Linked DNA regions of Mus musculus: regions 2, 3, 4, 5 and 6 are each linked to region 1. The links are chromatin contacts, called in public HiChIP or PLAC-seq and capture Hi-C maps. All regions are on one chromosome and are shown on one strand. Each heading gives the region's core, a stretch centred on a gene start, on an enhancer-like site or on the middle of the called end of the contact. The rest is flanking DNA. Distances are from core to core; before and after follow the strand shown.

Region 1 (2,700 bases), core at 61-2,560:
GCAGAAAGTCATGAAACTTAGAGTAATATACTGCAAATTAAAATGACGAGCTTTAAGCTGAGTTCTACTGACACCGTGGATCATTTGTGATCAAACATGGAGTCTGAACCAGGCATGGCATTGCACACCTTTGACCCCAACACTCAGGAGGCAGAGGCAGGAGGATCTCTGTGAGTTCAAGGCCACATCAACTACCAATTGAGTCCAGGACAGATAGGACTAAGAAACCCTGTCTCAAAATATAAAACAAGACAAAACAACATGGAAATTGAGCAATAGGGGTGAGAGTTTGGCTAATTTACCTGTAGGGACTGCTGTTTATATACAGCAAGTGGGCCTATTGAAATACAGCATACCATCTAAACAGTTCATTTATGACATTTGTGACTAATATGATTTCTGAGTGAAAATTGAGTAATCATATTGTCTATGGCAAACCATCAAACTGCTAAAATCAACTTTAGATTCATTAGTCTTTATCTCAATATTTTTGTTTAAATATTGTCCTTGTTTTCTATCTGCCAGAGCTATTTCCCAAATTGCCAACTGTGTTAATGAATCTGCATCCAAGTCAGTTTCCTGTGCCTACACTGATTCCAAGAACTCTTGCTTGGATCCCCAGTGGGATGGGAGGACTTTAGAGCTTGCAAACAAGAAAAACTCAGGGGCTTCCACTCCTAATAACTAAAAGGTTTGACCATAAGACCTCTTGGAACATTTCTTACCAGAGCTCCTCATCTCACTGTGTTACTGAACTCCCTAGCTGAAGACAACCTTGAACTCCTTCCAAAATCCTATATGTCCTGGAGACTGGGTTTATAAGTGTGCACCCCAAGTGATAATTATTGGTAGACCTAACTCATAAAACTTATCCATGGAGTTTGCCTGGGTCTTATTTCCAGAACTCATGTGGCAATTGATAGGACCAGTATCACAAGTTCCAGGGTGTCAGATGCCCACTTCTAGCCTCTGCTGTCACCAGGCATTCATGAGGTGCACATACATAAATATAAGCAAAACATCAGTACACATAAAACAAAACGAAAAAAAAACCGTTTTGTTTGTTTTAGAGAACATACTGATCCTAGAATATTAAAAATGTTCTAGGAAACGTGACATTAAGTACTCAGTGTAGGAGAACAGAGATCAAATCCAAGCCCAGTTTCCAGGTTTAACCCAGCATTGGAGATTCCCCCATTTCCTCTGAGGTTTCACTTCTCTGTAACTCTGTAAACTTTGTCGGGTACTTTTGCCCGGATACTGATGACGCTTCTCCAATTCCCATTCTAATTGGTTGGCGTGTACTTAGCGAATCTAATCAGGGCTACCACGGGAAGGATGGGGTCCTCAAGCAACCGCGCTCTCCTGCACATGGTGGTGGTCTCTTTGGCTGTTACCCAAACAGGTTCTGGTGAGTTCAGGGGTCGGGAAGTAAATAACCTCTAAAGAGAGGATCACGGCATCGGGACCAGGTGCTCGGGGATCCCTTTTCTGCCGGGACCTGAGTTCCGCTCCCTGCCCCACCCCCAACCCAATGCTTGTTCACTGGCCCGGGGTTATCAGGGAAGAGTTCTGAAGTTACCCTGCCTCGCCCCCAGGCTCACATTCACTGCGCTATTTCCACACTGCGGTGTCACGGCCGGGCCGTGGGGAGCCCCAGTATATCTCTGTGGGCTATGTTGACGACGTGCAGTTTCAGCGCTGTGATAGCATTGAGGAAATTCCGAGGATGGAACCTCGTGCACCTTGGATGGAGAAGGAAAGACCAGAGTACTGGAAGGAGCTGAAACTCAAGGTCAAGAATATTGCACAAAGTGCCAGAGCAAACCTTCGGACCCTGCTCCGCTACTACAACCAGAGTGAAGGCGGTGAGTGACCCTAAGCCTGGGTCAGACTCCTTCCTGTCTGTCTACTGCCAAACCAGAGTAGCCCTGGGTGCCAGGTTAGATGTTTGGAGTTGGGCTTCAGAGCTCTCAGAAACCTTTAACCGGTTTCACTTTCAGTTTAGGTCCAAATCCTGTTGGCGGGCGGAGCAGGGTGAGGTGGCTAAGGCTGACACCCTGTTTGTGGCTAGGCTCTCACATCCTGCAGTGGATGGTTTCCTGTGAGGTAGGGCCAGACATGCGCCTTCTTGGAGCCCACTATCAGGCTGCGTATGATGGCTCAGATTACATCACCCTGAATGAAGACCTGAGCTCCTGGACTGCAGTGGACATGGTGTCTCAGATCACGAAGAGCCGTTTAGAGTCAGCTGGCACAGCAGAGTACTTCAGGGCCTATGTGGAGGGAGAGTGCCTGGAGCTGCTCCACAGATTCCTGCGGAATGGCAAGGAGATTCTTCAGCGAGCAGGTATGAGGAACAACTAGGAACCACTTTTAGTAAGCAAAGATAACCCCCTCAAACATACAAGTGAGGCTCTTGATGTCTGGGGAGGGAGGAAATACCAGATCCGCTGGAATACTGCACAAGGAGGAGGAAGAGTGGTACTGGCCTTCCTGATCCAACATCAGAGAGTGACTGTCCCCAGGGCTGACCCTACTTTCAGAACATTTGAATCTGTCCCAGAATGGAAGGAGAAAACACCCTGAGATACACAACCAACCACTTCCATTCAGTCTGCAGCTCATTGTGTACCATGGCCTCTTTCAGGTCTGGTTCTCTCAACACCCCTAATGTCTTTGGAAGTCACACTGCACTAA
Region 2 (2,782 bases), core at 255-2,754, 350 kb before region 1:
GATTAAGTAGGCAAGCTCCAAAGGAGATAGGAGTGAGAGAACAGGAGCCCTCCTGCTCTTGAGGAAGCCCAGAAGAAACTGGTATCACCATCAAGAGAAGAGAGTCAAGTGCTGGGCTCCATGAGGAACACAATGCCCAGAATTCCCACAGACATTGTAAGACCTGAAGTGACCTAGTTCCCCTGCCCAGGTCTGTTCTTGATTCCCTGTTCCCAATTCATTTTGTCAAGGGCCTCCCTGTATAACCTGTACCCTGTGGAGGTCCCCTCTTAAGGGCCTTCGTGAATGTGAAGCTGGGATCTTGATCACACCACAAAAAAGAATTTGATGATGAGCCAGCATGAAGCAGGGCTGGGATTTATTAAGAAAGAGTAATGCTTTAGATTTTAAGTGCAGCCATTAAGAGACACGCCTAGCTGTCTGAACAATGGCTGTATGCATGATTTTGTGGCTTTTGAAGTTACATTGCTCAAAGGATATAATTTTCAACCAGGTCCAAAGGTCAAGCAAAGTTTTAAAATTAAGTTTTAAAAATGATGTAATTCACTCATTTCCCTTTTACTAGTTTTTACAGGTATTTATTTACTTAGGTATGTGGCAGTTCAATTGCATACCACTGTGCTTGCACAGGGGTCAGAGGACACCTCTGAGGAGTCAGTTTCCTCCTTCCACCATGTGGATTCTGGGAATCAGACTCAGGTCATCCGGTTCCAAATGCCTATACTCCAGCAAACCGTTTCAATGATCCCCTTTACTTATTTCTCATAAGCAATTCTGTAAACGAAACCATGAGCTGCATTACGAAGTACATTGTTTATCCCAACAAGTTTTATTTTTAAGGTTTGTTTTTAATTATGTGTCTGTGTATGTCTGTGTGGGCGTGTAATCGTGAGTACAGGTACCTGCAGAGGCCAAAAAGCATCAAAATTCATGGCGCAGCTATGGGTGGTTATAAACTGCCTGATGTGGATACTGGGAACCAAACAGAAGTTCTCTGCAAGAGCAGTATGCTCTCTTCACCACCGAGCCATCTCACTCTAGCTGATTTTTTTTTTTCTTTAGTCTGGTTCTCACGTAGCTCAGGGTGCCCTGGAACTCCTGATTTTCCCTGTCCCCGACTTCCAAGTGCTGTGATTACAGTGTGTGCCAACACTTTAAGTGTTACTGCTCTGAGGGAAAAGATGGAGATGTTGTAGCTCTAGGGGGAGGGCTACCACAATGGAAATGCTGCAGCTCTGAGGGGGAGCCCCCCCCCCATGTACATGTTGCAGCTCTAAAGGGAAAGGCAGTCAGGAGCCAAGATACACCACACAACAAACCTCACAAAGATTTATTGAGAGCTACAAGAGGTTGGTTGTCACTGTCAGGGTACGGAATGGAGCAGGAGCCAGACTTCCTGGGCAGAGAAATTCGGGGTGGAGATTGGTGAGATTTCAAGCCAAGCCCAGGGATTGGTGGGATTTTGAGCTCAGGGATTGGTGGGTTTGGTAAGTTTTCAAACCTGGAAGTGGGGTCGGTCCCTTTAGACTACCACCATGCTGGGCCAGCTAGTTCGTTCCAGGTATAAAGAAAAGTGATGATAAAGTTAAGCTGAAGGTCACTTTTGGCTTTAATCGGGAGTATTAGATGTCTTTAACATGCTTGTTCAAGACGTCAGAAAAAAGAATACTAGTTCTATAGGTGTAGTAACGGCAGCCTGGTTCTCTATAGGTATAGTAACGGCAGCCTAATTTTATCAGATGGGCTCTGATTCTTGACTATCGGACAGAGAAATACAAAAAGAGATTTGGAACAAATATGAGACACTTCCTTTCCTCCCCATGTTCCCTCAGTTCTGTTCTGACCTCCCAACTTTGTCCTTTTCTCTTTTTGCTTTTCTTTTCTTTCTCTCTTTTTTCTTTTTTTTTTTTTCTTTTTTTTTTTTCCTGTTGTAATTGCTTTTGAGAGAGAGTCTTGTGTAGCCTTGGCTGGCATGAACTTACTATATAGATCAGACTGGCCTCCAGCTTGTGGCAATCTTTCTGTATTCTGGGTGCAAAACTTTCAGGTGTGTGTCATCATGCCTCCACCTTTGTATTTTGAAACAAGATCTTTCTATGTAGCCCTGACTGTCTTGGAGCTCATTACGTAGACCAGGCCGGCATCCAGTTCACAGAAATTTGCCTGCCTCTGCTTCCTGATTACTGGGATTAAAGGCATGTGTTACCATGCCTTTCTTTTCTCCTCCTCCTCCTCTTCCTTCTTAAAGTTATGTTTAAATGAATGAGTGTTTGGCTTACATGTATGCCATACAAACCTGAGGACCTGAGTATGGAGCTCTAGAACTTATGCGAGCAGCTGAGAAAGCTATCTGAACTTGTAATCCCAGTACAGGGAGATACTGCCAGGAGAATCCTGGGGACTTACTGGCTATCCTGTCAGGCTGATCAGTAAGCTCGAGATTCAGTGATAGACACCATTTCAAAAAACAATGTTGAGCAACTGAGGACAATATGGGACTTCTACCTCTTATTTCCACTTACATATACACTTACATATATGGATACAGGCATAGGTATGTACACACACAGAGTAATTATTTTTTATTAAAATAGAAATGAAGAGTTTAAACAGTTAAAAGCATGTTCTGTTTTACCAGGAGACCCCAGTTAAGTTCCTAGTAACCATGTCAGGAAGCTCACAATTACCTATAATACCAGCTCCAGAGGACTCAATATCTTCTGGACCCCTCGGGCACTAACATACATATGTCATCTACACACAGAGACACAGATACATAGAT
Region 3 (2,776 bases), core at 47-2,546, 370 kb before region 1:
CCTATACACATAAAAAAATTACTAATAGCAATACTGAAGATAAATTTTTTAAATCAAAGAAATGATTTAATTTAAAATAAATTAAATTTTACCTCTAGATCTGACAGCTGAGTATGAATGCAAGTTATAAAACCTTACAAAAATATTTGCTTTAATTCAACCTTAAAGTGAATGAAATAGACAGGCCTGAGGTCTGGTATTTCTACACTTGATCTTAGCCAAAAGGCTGAGAAGTGTAGGTGTAGTATTTCTGAAAGTGTTCAGCTTTCAGTAGTTGCTGTAATCAAAGTAACCTCTATAATATGAGTGGATACTTTTGAGAATGAAAGGAAGGGCTGTTGACATTTATGAGGGGACAAAGGTAAAGCCAAGACTGTCCCTGGCAAATGACAAGGAACTATTGTTGGGGCTATAGCCATAAAATCCTCCACACCCTGTGTGACCTGCCAATGGCCTTGCCCTATGAACACATTGGTTGCCTGTATAAGACCAGGCCAGTCAACTTTCCAACCTAAATAGGAAAGGGTTCATATGGCCCCACCTCACACTGAGGAGCTATTGGCAATTGATAGTTTCTGGGGTTGTGGCATTGTAGTGGCCTATGCTCCAGTGGGTGGTCCCATACCATTTGCATACAATTAATACTAACTCTGTGTGTGTGTGTGTGCGTGTGTGTGTGCAGGCAAAACTTTCATGTGAGTAAAATTAAAATACACAAATCTAAAACATTTTTATTTAAAAATTAACAGTTTGGGTTTTAATGACAGAACAGAAGAGAGGAGAGGTTAGTGGGGATGGAGAGGGAGGAAGGAGGGAGCACCGTCTTCCTGGGCACAAAAGAGCAAGAGGAAGGGTTAAGAAGTGTTGAGCTACTAATGGAAATGTCGGTGACCCTGGCTGATACTTTCCTTGTCAAGCTAAAGTCCACAGGTCAGGCAAGCTGATGTGTGTGTGTGTGGGTAGGTGGGGAATCTGAGAAGTACAGAGACAGAGGAAGTAACAGACAGGCCAAACAGAACAAAGGATGACTCAAAGATGCTGGGGTACCAGAGACAGGAAGGAATACCCAACAGAAGGCAGGGTCTGGGAGTGAGAGATCTGCTGGGGTGGTAACAAGCCTTCCTGGGGCTGCCAGCGATCAGTTCCACTCCCCAATTACACCTGAGTGGACTTTGTCACTTCGTCTTTCTGTTCTCTGAATCTGCTTCAGAAAGATATGTTTAATTAGTTCAAGGTCCAGGAAGTCTTGCTCTACTTTATAGGCAGCAGGCACTCTCGGTTTCTGTTCTTGAGAGACAGGGAGAGAGGACTGACCATCTGTTTTCTTCTCTTTAGAATATTCCCCATTTATCGCTGACTCTTTTCTGTCATTATTTATTTAACCCCCCCTTCCCTCATTCTCCTCTAATCCTCTCCCTGAGATACTCTTCAACCTCTGCCTCCTGCTTCCTTCTCTCTTACAAGCACCAGGCCTTGGATTTCTGTACTTTCACATCTCAGATTAGCCCTGCTGTTCCATCATGGCAGGCCAACCTCTGGCCTGCCAACTGCAGGAGGAGGTGACCTGCCCCATCTGCATGGAAATTCTACAAGATCCTGTCACCATTGACTGTGGGCACAACTTCTGCCTGCAGTGTATCAGTCAGGTTGGAAAAACGTCAGAAAAGATCCAATGTCCTCTCTGCAAACTCTCTGTGAATAAGAATACGTTCAGGCCCAATAAGCTGCTGGCTAGTCTTGCAGAGAAGATCCAAAGTATGGATCCTGCTGACATCCAAGCAGAAAAGGAAGACTCAAGATGTCAGAGGCACAAGGAAAAGCTACATTACTTCTGCGAGCAGGATGGGGCATTCCTCTGTGTGGTGTGTCGTGACTCCAAGGACCACAAGTCTCACAATGTCACCTTGATAGATGAGGCTGCCCAGAACTACAAGGTAGGCACCTGGGCCCTTCTCTGCCCCCAGCCCAGCAGAGTAGAGTTCACTGGGGAGGCCCCAGTTGATTGACACCCATTGCTGTACTCTTTGTACTTGAGTTGGCCATTTATAGCCAGGTCCAGTGGGCTCAAAGAATTGAGTTCTAGAAAATGCCAGTCTGTAACCAAAGCAAGACGAAGAATCAGAATAGTACTCTAGGGGCAGGCGAAATGACCCAGAGGGTAAAAGTGCCTGTCTTGACCATAAGGACCCACATAGTAGAAGGAGAAAATTGGTTTGATCCCTGGGACATGCAAAATAAAAGGAGAGAACTCACCCTTGAAAGTTGTCTTCATACACATAAACACAGACACACACACACACACACACACACACACACACACACACACCATAGCACTCTGCTGAACTTGCACACACAATTAATAATGTACTAATTTTTAAACATAATTTTTTATTAATTATTTTTTTTATTTACATTTCAAACATTACCCTTTCTGGTTCCCCTCCATGATCTTTCCACCCTATCCCACCCTTTCTTTTTGCCTTTAAGAGGGTAATGCCCCCTACCCATTCCCACTTCACCCCTCTAGCATCCCCCATCTCTGGGGTATCAAGCCTCCATAAGACCAAACGCATCCCCTTCCACTGAGGCCAGACACGGTGGTTCTTTGATACATATGTAGTGGGGACTATGGGCCAGCTCATGTGTGCTCTTTGTTAAGTGCAAATTTTAACTCAGAAGGTCTCATTCAAGTCCAGCCACTGCTAACTTACAAAGCAGAGCCTGAGACATCCAGATAAGCCAGTGCTCTTCTACCACAGAGCTCCATCCCCTGGTT
Region 4 (2,700 bases), core at 77-2,576, 270 kb after region 1:
ATCTTATTTCTTAATGTAGTCACCTAGTCTGCATCTTTTAATTGAAGACCTAAGGCAAACTATAATTAGAGTTATTATTAGAGATGTTTACTAATTCCTTTAATTTTGCTAGTTTTTTTGTGTTTTTTTCTTTTTTTTTTCTTTTTTCTTTTTCTTTTTCTTTTCTTTTCTTTTTTTTTTGCATTATTTTCCATTCTTTTAATTCGTAATAGCATTATGAGTTTGCTGGTTTATTGTGCTGGAGAACATTTGCTTACCCACTTCTCTCACAAAATATGTTAATAAACCTAACAAAGGAGGTAGACAAAGAAAGCTTTAAAACACTGAATAAAAGAAATTTAAGAAGATTATAGATGAAGGAAAGACCACCCATGATGAGAAATGGGCAGAAATAATATCACTCTGTGTATAGGGGAGATAGAGGGAGAGAGGAGAGGCTATGCTTTGTTTTGCTCTGTTCTAATGGAAATGTAGCTCTATAGCTTGAATTCATAGCTTCTGCTCCTTTAGTACTGTTCCCACTTAAACCCATGCTTCTGCTACCATGAAATTGGATGGGCATGGAAACAAAACAACAAAACAACAATAAACCATAAGTGAAGAATATAATGAGATTTGAATCATAATGCCTGTTGTGTTTTATAAAAAGATAGGGAAGGAAGACATATGTTTGGTGGAGGCCTGGTAAGGTGTGGGGGAGTGGGTGCCCCTGCGGGGGCCCTGCTGGGGCTTCCCTTTCCCCGAGGGAATAGTCACGTAATATAGTATAGAATAGACAGTACAGTATAAAATAGAGTTTATTCCAGGGATGGAGAGAAGAGTTGAGAGAAAGGCACAGAAAGAGAGAGAGAGAGAGAGAGAGAGAGAGAGAGAGAGAGAGAGAGAGAGAGAGAGAGAGAACGAATTGAAGCATAAAGGCAGGCCATGAGCTCCTGGAGAGAGAGGGGAAGCAGTAGCAAGATGAGAGAGCAAGAGCAAGAGATCAAGAGAAAAAGGAAGATGAGAGAACAAGAACAAGAGAGCAAGAGAAAGAGGAGGGGGCATGCATCACCTTTTATAGTGAGTCAGGCCTACCTGGCTGTTGCTAGGTAACTGTGGGGCAGAGCCTAGACTAAATGCTAACAATATCCTTTTCTCTTGGTGGTCAGCCTGAGAGTCTTTGGACATGTCTTGCAATATCATCTCCTTTTTGGGTCTCTTGTTTATTGCTCTGTGGCTTTGAACTTGAGAATCTCCATAATCAAGTGAGCCAATATCCTAAAATACCCACTGTCTCACATGCACACTCATTTGTACCCTGGTTCTGTTTCAAAACCATTGCAGAAACACATTTTGCCTTCTGACTTCCTGCTTTAGAGTATAAGAATTGCTTTTCAGGTTTGGAGTTAGAGGTCTCTTTCTAGAGTTGACTCTCCCTCTGCTGTAGAGCTAGCTATGATATTATTGTCATTCTGGTTGTGTTAGATCTTAGTGTGAGAGACAATGGAAACCTCTGGTGGTTCTTTAAACTCTTGTGGTTTTCCTCGATTTGGCTGCTCATGTACACTTTCCAACTTGCTCAAGCATGTTCTTTAGGTTGCTCAGGATTTATACCTGCTTACTGTGAAATAGTTAGACGAAGTGTAATTGTGTTACCAGTAATTAGAGCCTATGCTTTTATATTTTAAAACTTTAAATGAAATAAAATAGCCAGTGGTTATTTTTCTCAGATGTAGTTTCCCATCCTGTTTTAAATCCAGTGATCTTTGAGATCACTGGCCACATAAACAGCTATGAAAATAGGCCCTGAACACATACCCTGATTAGTCTGGCAGATGGAAGACATGGGTTTTCAGTTGGATAAAATATAACTAAATCCCAGCACAATTTCTGTAATGGCTTTCTTTTTGTAAAATGAACTAATTGAAAAGGAAAATAAAGAGCAAAAGTACTTTAAAGTAATTTTGGAAAATAACACATGGTTATTGTGTTAACTGACTTATGACAGCTACTTCTAGAAGGTTTATTGTTTGTGATTCTTCTTAATATGGCTAGTTCATATGTCAACCCATTTAACATTCATAGCAGCAGGGAGGTCCTGCAACTCTAATCATTACTGATAAACAGTTGCATTCTAGAATTGTTACCCAGGCCAGAGTTGTTTCTTTTGGTCACATTCCTAATGAGTGGGGAGACATTGTCTATATGCACACAATTTTATTAAAATTCTGTACTCTTTATTTGTACTACACATTTTGGCTTCTGAATTCCTGCTTTAGAGCATAAGAATTGCTTTTAATATAAATGTGTAGCATTTCAACTACTTTATATTGAAAGTTAAAAACAGAGATTATTGGCTTGGGTTTTTTGTTTGTTTGTTTTTAGTTTAGTTTTGTTTTTGAGGCAGGGTTTTTCTGTGTAACTCTGGTTGTCCTGGAACTCTCTCTGTAGACCAGGATGGCCTTAAACTCAAAGATCTGCCTGCCTCTGCCACTTGAGTGCTGGATTAAGGACATACACTACCACTAATTAACCATAACCATTATGCAATACTGATCATTGCATAATGAAATATTTAAAAATTACAAGACTGAATAAATCTACTAGAAATATTTTATTATATTATTACATTAATATCATTATTTTAATTTAACCTATTTAAACACAAAACAAAGAATTAAACAATTTGGAATTTGAATCCTTCATTCTAGTTTAAAGTGG
Region 5 (2,700 bases), core at 38-2,537, 400 kb before region 1:
TGTAAGTATTGGGCCATCTGCTCTCTCTTCCATAAATACAACATATATCTCCTCAGAGTGAGGAATTCATCCACACAACCACGGTGTCATTAAAAAATTTAACATGGGCCGGTGTGATGCCGCATCAGGTAAAAGCAACTGCTGCCAAGCCAAAGACCTGAGTTCTAGCCCTGGGACCAACATGGTTGAAGGCAAGAACTCACTCCACAAAGTTGTCCTTTGATTTCTACATTTATGCCAGAATACGAGCGCGCAAGCGCGCGCACACACACACACACACCTACACATGCACACATGCACACACATATATACACATGCACACACACCTACACATGCACACACATACACACATATACACAGTAATAATAAAAACTATATAATTTAAAGAACTTTAGCAATCTATTAGTGAGTTTACTGTCAGTATTCAAAATACCCGGTTTCCCAATAATGTCCCTTTATATATAATTCTGTTCCATTGGGGCCCAGCTCATATTGGCAACCAGAAACATTTACATTGCATATATGTGACTTTCACTGATTGTTTTTTTCCTCAAGACACATTTCACGTAGCTCAGACTGGCCTCTGAGCTGCTATACAAGCAGAGGCTGGTCTTGAGGACTCCTGATTCTCCCATCTCTGGATAACAGGTGCTGAGATCACAGGCATGTGCCACCATGTCTGTTTGTCCTTTGGGTTTCTGGTAGACTGAATCTCCTGGAAGACACATAGCTTTGACTTGCAGATAGATCACAGTCACCTGCACTCTGTTGGTTCCCCTTGGATGAGTGGAGGGAACCTGGAGGAGCTTGCAAAATGGAGGTCCAAACAGCAGGATGTGATAGAGCCAAGGTGGAATTAAAAAAAAAAAAAAAAAACTGTTTAAAGTGCTTCCGTCTATCAGTGGGAGATATGTAGTCATGGTAATAAATAAATAAATAAATAAATAAATAAATAAATAATGCTGGCTCTATTTTTCCTCCCTCATACGTTTTTTGTTGTTGTTGTTGTTGTTGTTGTTTTTGTTTTTTTTTTCCCTTCTCTCGGCCCTCTTTTAAAGCCTGTTATAGGACCATGGAGGCATCACCACAGTTCCTTGTGCTGTGCACACCCCAGCTCAAGAGCCTTATCTGAGTCCCCACACTCCCCTGGCCACTAGCCTTGTACTGGCTGATACCTCCAATCTCCCTGGAGACAGGTGGCTATGTTTAAGAGCTGGGGTGGCAGTAGCTGTGAGTCAAGCTCCTCCCTGCCCCTGAAGAAAAGATCTCTTTCAACAGTGGTCTGCTGAGAGACTGTGAGCAGCTTCGGGTGGACAGAAAGTTGCAGTGAGCTCCAGGCCATGGGAACTGGTCCAGAGAGTTAACTTATGGTGCTTTGAGCCCCTGGGCCTTCCTCCTCTATTTCTTCACCTATGCTGTTGGCAGGAGTGTGTCTGCTCCTGGGAGAGCAGGACAAGGGGCTCTGGTGCCAGAGATGTAACTGGGTCCCTTGTCCCAGTGTGGGTGACTATGTTGGTGTTCAGGCCTGATGTGGGTGTGGAGGGTGAGCAGAGACGGTGACTTCCAGCGTCAGAAGGCCTGGTAGGATTGACATGGCCTCAGCTCCTTCTGTGACTAGCCTGGCAGATGAGGTCAACTGCCCCATCTGCCAAGGCACCCTGAGGGAGCCAGTCACCATTGACTGTGGCCACAACTTCTGTCGTGGCTGCCTCACTCGCTACTGCGAGATCCCAGGTCCAGAATCAGAGGAGTCCCTCAGCTGCCCGCTCTGCAAAGAGCCCTTCCGCCCAGGGAGCTTCCGGCCCAACTGGCAGCTGGCCAATGTGGTGGAGAACATCGAGCGCCTTCAGCTGGCGTCCACGCGAGGCCTGGAGGTGGAGGATGCCTGTCCGGAACACGGGGAGAAAATCTACTTCTTTTGCGAGGAGGATGAGGCACAGTTGTGTGTGGTATGCCGCGAAACCGGACAGCATGGGGCTCACACTGTGCGCTTCCTGGAGGACGCAGCAGGTCCCTACAGGGTAGGAGAGGATCCCTACAGGGTAGGAAGGGGCTCTGGGGCACCCTTGAGAGAGCTGGATTGGACTAAGGGAAGTAGAAAGGTGGTGTGGATTCTGGGCTGGAAGGAGCATCCGGACTCCAATTTTTTTTACCTTATTTGATCAGCCAGGCACATACTGAAGCACAGAGAAGCACGGAGTTATAATTAAGAGTTCTATGTTGTTTCCTTGTGGACCATAGTAAATCCTTTCTGAACGGATGAACCATCAAACGTGTGTGTGTGTCCTGTATCAGTTAAGTGTGCTTGAAGTTTGGATTTTAGGGAATGACAGTGCTTGTTTATGTACAAGAGTGAACGCCTTGTTTGTGGAGGGATGGTCTGAGTGTGTTCTGTTTGAAGCGTGTAACTGAATGGGCTGGTTGGGTGAATATTTGTGGCATATACTTTTTTATTTTCCATTAAGTGAGTGCATTGCTGGTTTTAGTTGCTTTTATACCATATTTTGTTATGAGCAGGCATTTGTATGTATGATGTAGCAATTTATTAGTGATCTTTTCATAGTGAGACCAGCTTGCCTCAGACTAATTATATAGCCTAGGATGACCTTGAATTTCTGATTCTTCTAGTTCTACCCCTGGATGAAGGGATTATAGGCATATGCTGCCACACTCGTTTGATGCAGGGTTAGGAGTCCTGTG
Region 6 (2,785 bases), core at 96-2,595, 430 kb before region 1:
TCCTTGGCTCTGACCATCGTTGAGGTACTCCCTGTGACTATTCCTTAAGTATGGAGAAGATTTTTATTGTAGATATAAGGGAAACGCAGGCAGAGTGGGAAGAACCGGTACTGAATATGGGCAGCCTGGTCTACAGAGCGAGTTCCAGGACAGCCAGAGCTACATAGTGAGACTCTGTCTCTAAACAAAACAAAACAAAGCTCCCACCCCCAATATCAACTGAAAGAGCAGGTATCTAGTGATTTTAGGGTGTGCTGAGATCAAAGTCCAGAGCACAGGCATCCAGAACTCCGCTCCACCCCCTACAACAGCTCACAGGAAACTCAAAAGCACTCCCCATATGTTGGTGAAATGTTAGGACTTAGGACTCGGAGCCCTCCTGCAGCTCGGACTACTTCTTTGGAAGTAGCAGGAACTGTGGATTTCCTGCAGAGCAGAAAGCTGTGTGCAAAAAGGGCTTTCAGGCTAGTGGGCGTGGTCGAGTCCTTGGCTGTGGAGCTGCAGGAGGCTCTCAAAGCTCCTGTAGAGGGCCTCAGTACCAGATATTGCAGGTTCTGTAGTTTTTCTCAGTTTTCAACAAATTCCCCCTTCGTAGCCCAGGCTGGTATTGAACTCTAATGCCTCGGTTTCCCTAGCGCCAGGATCTTTAAATGTTTTGCATTTATTTATTTAGCGTAGGTGGAGAGTGCATGTGCTTGTGGAGCTTAGAGGACAACCAGAATAGATGTTCTCATGTCCCATCATGTGGGGGATATGGGATTTGAAAGCCAGTCATCTGATTTGGTGGCAAGCATCTTTACCCACTGAACTATCACTGTGGTGTGGGGTGGAGTGTGGAATGTGTATGTGTGTTTACTTTGTTCTGTACAGCAGGAACAGCACCTGCCTTGTGTAAGGAAGGCTAGTTGTCAAAAATGGTTCATCCTAGCCAGGAGCTTCGAAAATGATATTTGTGATGGATCTTGGAAAAACTTGATAGACTGGTCTGATCTTAGTTAGAGGCAGGCCCTGAGGAGGAAACCCCATCTAAAACCCAGCCCTTGCAGACACCCCAGCCCACCCCTAACCGCAGGGAATCAGAAATGGGGTCTCGAAAGCTATGGGGGCTTCAGCACCCTAACCTACACGAGGCCTCGCGCGACCTCAGCAGCTGGAAGACAACCGTGACGCACTGGCCGCTTCCGATTTCACTTTCCTTTTCTCGGGCCCGGCCGCTTCACCTCTTTGGCCGCTGCCTGGGGATTTGCCCAGTGATCAGTGACGTCAAGAATCCTGAAGTTCCCATTGGAGGATGGAGTTTGGCAAGAGCCAATCCCAGGGCTGGTCCCAGAGAAATCTCGGCGGAGGGCCCGGAGCTCCCGGAGACTGCTGGGCGGGGAGACTGTGGTGCCGGCTGCTTGCTCAGGACCTACCCCGCGGAGCAGCTCCAGGGAGAGGAGTGACCCGGCCCGGAGAGCGGCGCGGGTGAGTGCGGTTTGCACTGGTGAGGAGACGCGGAGGAGCGGCCGCCGTGCGACCCGGGTGGGGACAGCGAAGGCGGCCGCGGGCCCTGGGCAGGGCTAACCAGGCCCGGGCGCGCGGGACGGCGAGCTCGCGTGAGCGCCGCGTCCCCGGCTCGCCTTTGGGCCTTTCGCCCTGAGCTCGCCGTGTTCCTTCCTCCTCAGGTCCAACCCAGACTTACTTCAGTCTCTTCCAGTCCCCAGAGCCAGAAGTGAGCGGGACCCGGATGACGTTCCACCTGGTGGCTTGGAGCCCTGCATGACCAGAAGCAGGTCTTATATTTATGTATCTGTTTATTTTTTTTTTATTTATTTATCCTCAGAGTAAACTGGTTTAGCTAGTTGTACCAAGAGCTGTGCGTTCGTTATCACTGATGATTTTACTACCTAATTAGCTTAGGAAAAGAAAGTATAAACCTGGCTGTGGACTGGTGCACGCCTTTACACCCAGTGCTTGGGAGTTAGAGGCCAGTCTGGTTTACAGACTAAATGAATTCTAGGATAACCAGGGCTACAAAGAGAGCCCCTGTCTTGACCCCCACCCCCACCCCCACCCAAAAAAAAAAAAAAGAAAAGAAAAGAAATGTATGAATTTAACTTTGGGAAGTGAATAGGAGGAGACACTTAACAATTCCCCGTACATTCCAGATTTTGACAACACAACCATTTGTGTGTGTTTCAAAGAAGGGAAGAATGACATGCGCTCGTTCATGCATGCCTGAACCCCTTGTTAGTGAGATGGATTCATGATGCCTAGAGTATTCCTCCCAAGTTAAAACAAACAAACAAACAAACCCATATTTTTCTAAAAGAAAGCTTTCATTAATGCCTTTAAAACTGCAACTTTTAAATTTGATAATGATGACGATGGTGATGACAACGACAGGGTGTCTCCATGTATCCAAAATGGTCTGAAACTGACCATGGCAGCCCAGGTTAGCCTCCTGCCTCGAGTGCTTCGATTACAGAGATTACAGGCATCTGCCCACACTTTTGAATACACTTAATTTTTTTTAGAACAGTTGTACATTTACAGAAAAAATTGAGAAAACAGTGTGTGAAGTGTCTATAACTCCCAACTGATTTCCTTTCATTGACAAATAACACATTATTATTGGCCAAAGTCCACACACTATATTTATTCACCTTTTCCTTTTCACCTTATCCCTCCATATTCTCACCCAGGTTGCTGCACTGCATTGGTTTTTAGATTTGGTTTCAGAGTTTTCAGAGACACTTATGTAATGGATACCTCAGATAATGAACACACGAGGAGAAAGGTTGAT

The links. HiChIP or PLAC-seq counts read pairs in DNA pulled down with a chosen protein or histone mark. Capture Hi-C pulls out chosen DNA fragments and counts their contacts.
Region 2: a contact with region 1 is called in an H3K27ac HiChIP or PLAC-seq map of embryonic stem cells, with 3 times the contacts expected there. The contact joins the promoter of 1700031A10Rik here to the promoter of H2-M3 in region 1. A contact is called at or near these places in 1 of 15 datasets of contacts at CTCF or cohesin (the NIH/3T3 cell line), 1 of 115 datasets of contacts at active chromatin or transcription factors (embryonic stem cells) and 2 of 9 other capture datasets (adipose tissue and liver).
Region 3: a contact with region 1 is called in an H3K27ac HiChIP or PLAC-seq map of bone marrow-derived dendritic cells, with 4 times the contacts expected there. The contact joins the promoter of Trim31 here to the promoter of H2-M3 in region 1. A contact is called at or near these places in 3 of 39 promoter capture datasets (embryonic stem cells, hippocampal neurons and liver), 1 of 15 datasets of contacts at CTCF or cohesin (the NIH/3T3 cell line), 4 of 115 datasets of contacts at active chromatin or transcription factors (bone marrow-derived dendritic cells, bone marrow-derived macrophages, large pre-B cells and 1 more) and 2 of 9 other capture datasets (embryonic stem cells and liver).
Region 4: a contact with region 1 is called in an H3K4me3 HiChIP or PLAC-seq map of bone marrow-derived macrophages, with 2.8 times the contacts expected there. The contact joins the enhancer-like site here to the promoter of H2-M3 in region 1. A contact is called at or near these places in 1 of 484 Hi-C or Micro-C datasets (cerebral cortex), 4 of 115 datasets of contacts at active chromatin or transcription factors (bone marrow-derived dendritic cells, bone marrow-derived macrophages and microglia) and 1 of 9 other capture datasets (macrophages).
Region 5: a contact with region 1 is called in a capture Hi-C map of embryonic stem cells, with 2.8 times the contacts expected there. The contact joins the promoter of Trim10 here to the promoter of H2-M3 in region 1. A contact is called at or near these places in 3 of 39 promoter capture datasets (embryonic stem cells, hippocampal neurons and liver), 1 of 15 datasets of contacts at CTCF or cohesin (the NIH/3T3 cell line), 3 of 115 datasets of contacts at active chromatin or transcription factors (bone marrow-derived dendritic cells, embryonic stem cells and pancreatic cancer cells) and 1 of 9 other capture datasets (embryonic stem cells).
Region 6: a contact with region 1 is called in an H3K27ac HiChIP or PLAC-seq map of thymic regulatory T cells, with 7 times the contacts expected there. The contact joins the promoter of Trim26 here to the promoter of H2-M3 in region 1. A contact is called at or near these places in 2 of 39 promoter capture datasets (the 3T3-L1 cell line and hippocampal neurons), 1 of 15 datasets of contacts at CTCF or cohesin (the NIH/3T3 cell line), 8 of 484 Hi-C or Micro-C datasets (CD4 T cells, CD8 T cells, hematopoietic stem and progenitor cells and 2 more), 9 of 115 datasets of contacts at active chromatin or transcription factors (CD4 single positive thymocytes, astrocytes, bone marrow-derived dendritic cells and 5 more) and 3 of 9 other capture datasets (adipose tissue, liver and pancreatic islet).

What each region holds. Positions count from the first base shown.
Region 1 is chr17:37,268,924-37,271,623 of GRCm38.p6, forward strand. It overlaps H2-M3 (histocompatibility 2, M region locus 3), which reads left to right and starts at 1,311. Exons shown (of 8, transcript NM_013819.2): 1 at 1,311-1,411; 2 at 1,599-1,868; 3 at 2,075-2,350. The coding sequence starts at 1,339.
Region 2 is chr17:36,922,288-36,925,069 of GRCm38.p6, forward strand. It overlaps 1700031A10Rik (RIKEN cDNA 1700031A10 gene), which reads left to right and starts at 1,505. Exons shown (of 3, transcript NR_045439.1): 1 at 1,505-1,561.
Region 3 is chr17:36,896,834-36,899,609 of GRCm38.p6, forward strand. Trim31 (tripartite motif-containing 31) reads left to right here and starts at 1,297. Exons shown (of 8, transcript NM_146077.2): 1 at 1,297-1,934. The coding sequence starts at 1,521.
Region 4 is chr17:37,541,210-37,543,909 of GRCm38.p6, forward strand. No RefSeq gene overlaps it. Among named protein-coding and RNA genes, the nearest start is that of Olfr111, 13 kb to the left of the region's middle. Within about 2 kb of position 1,327, at least 1 of the 459 cell types and tissues checked has an H3K27ac peak or open chromatin away from gene starts, as enhancers often do. A contact at or near this core is called in bone marrow-derived macrophages, where this site is marked.
Region 5 is chr17:36,868,287-36,870,986 of GRCm38.p6, forward strand. It overlaps Trim10 (tripartite motif-containing 10), which reads left to right and starts at 1,288. Exons shown (of 7, transcript NM_011280.2): 1 at 1,288-2,021. The coding sequence starts at 1,593.
Region 6 is chr17:36,835,801-36,838,585 of GRCm38.p6, forward strand. It overlaps Trim26 (tripartite motif-containing 26), which reads left to right and starts at 1,346. Exons shown (of 10, transcript NM_001025599.3): 1 at 1,346-1,464; 2 at 1,665-1,772.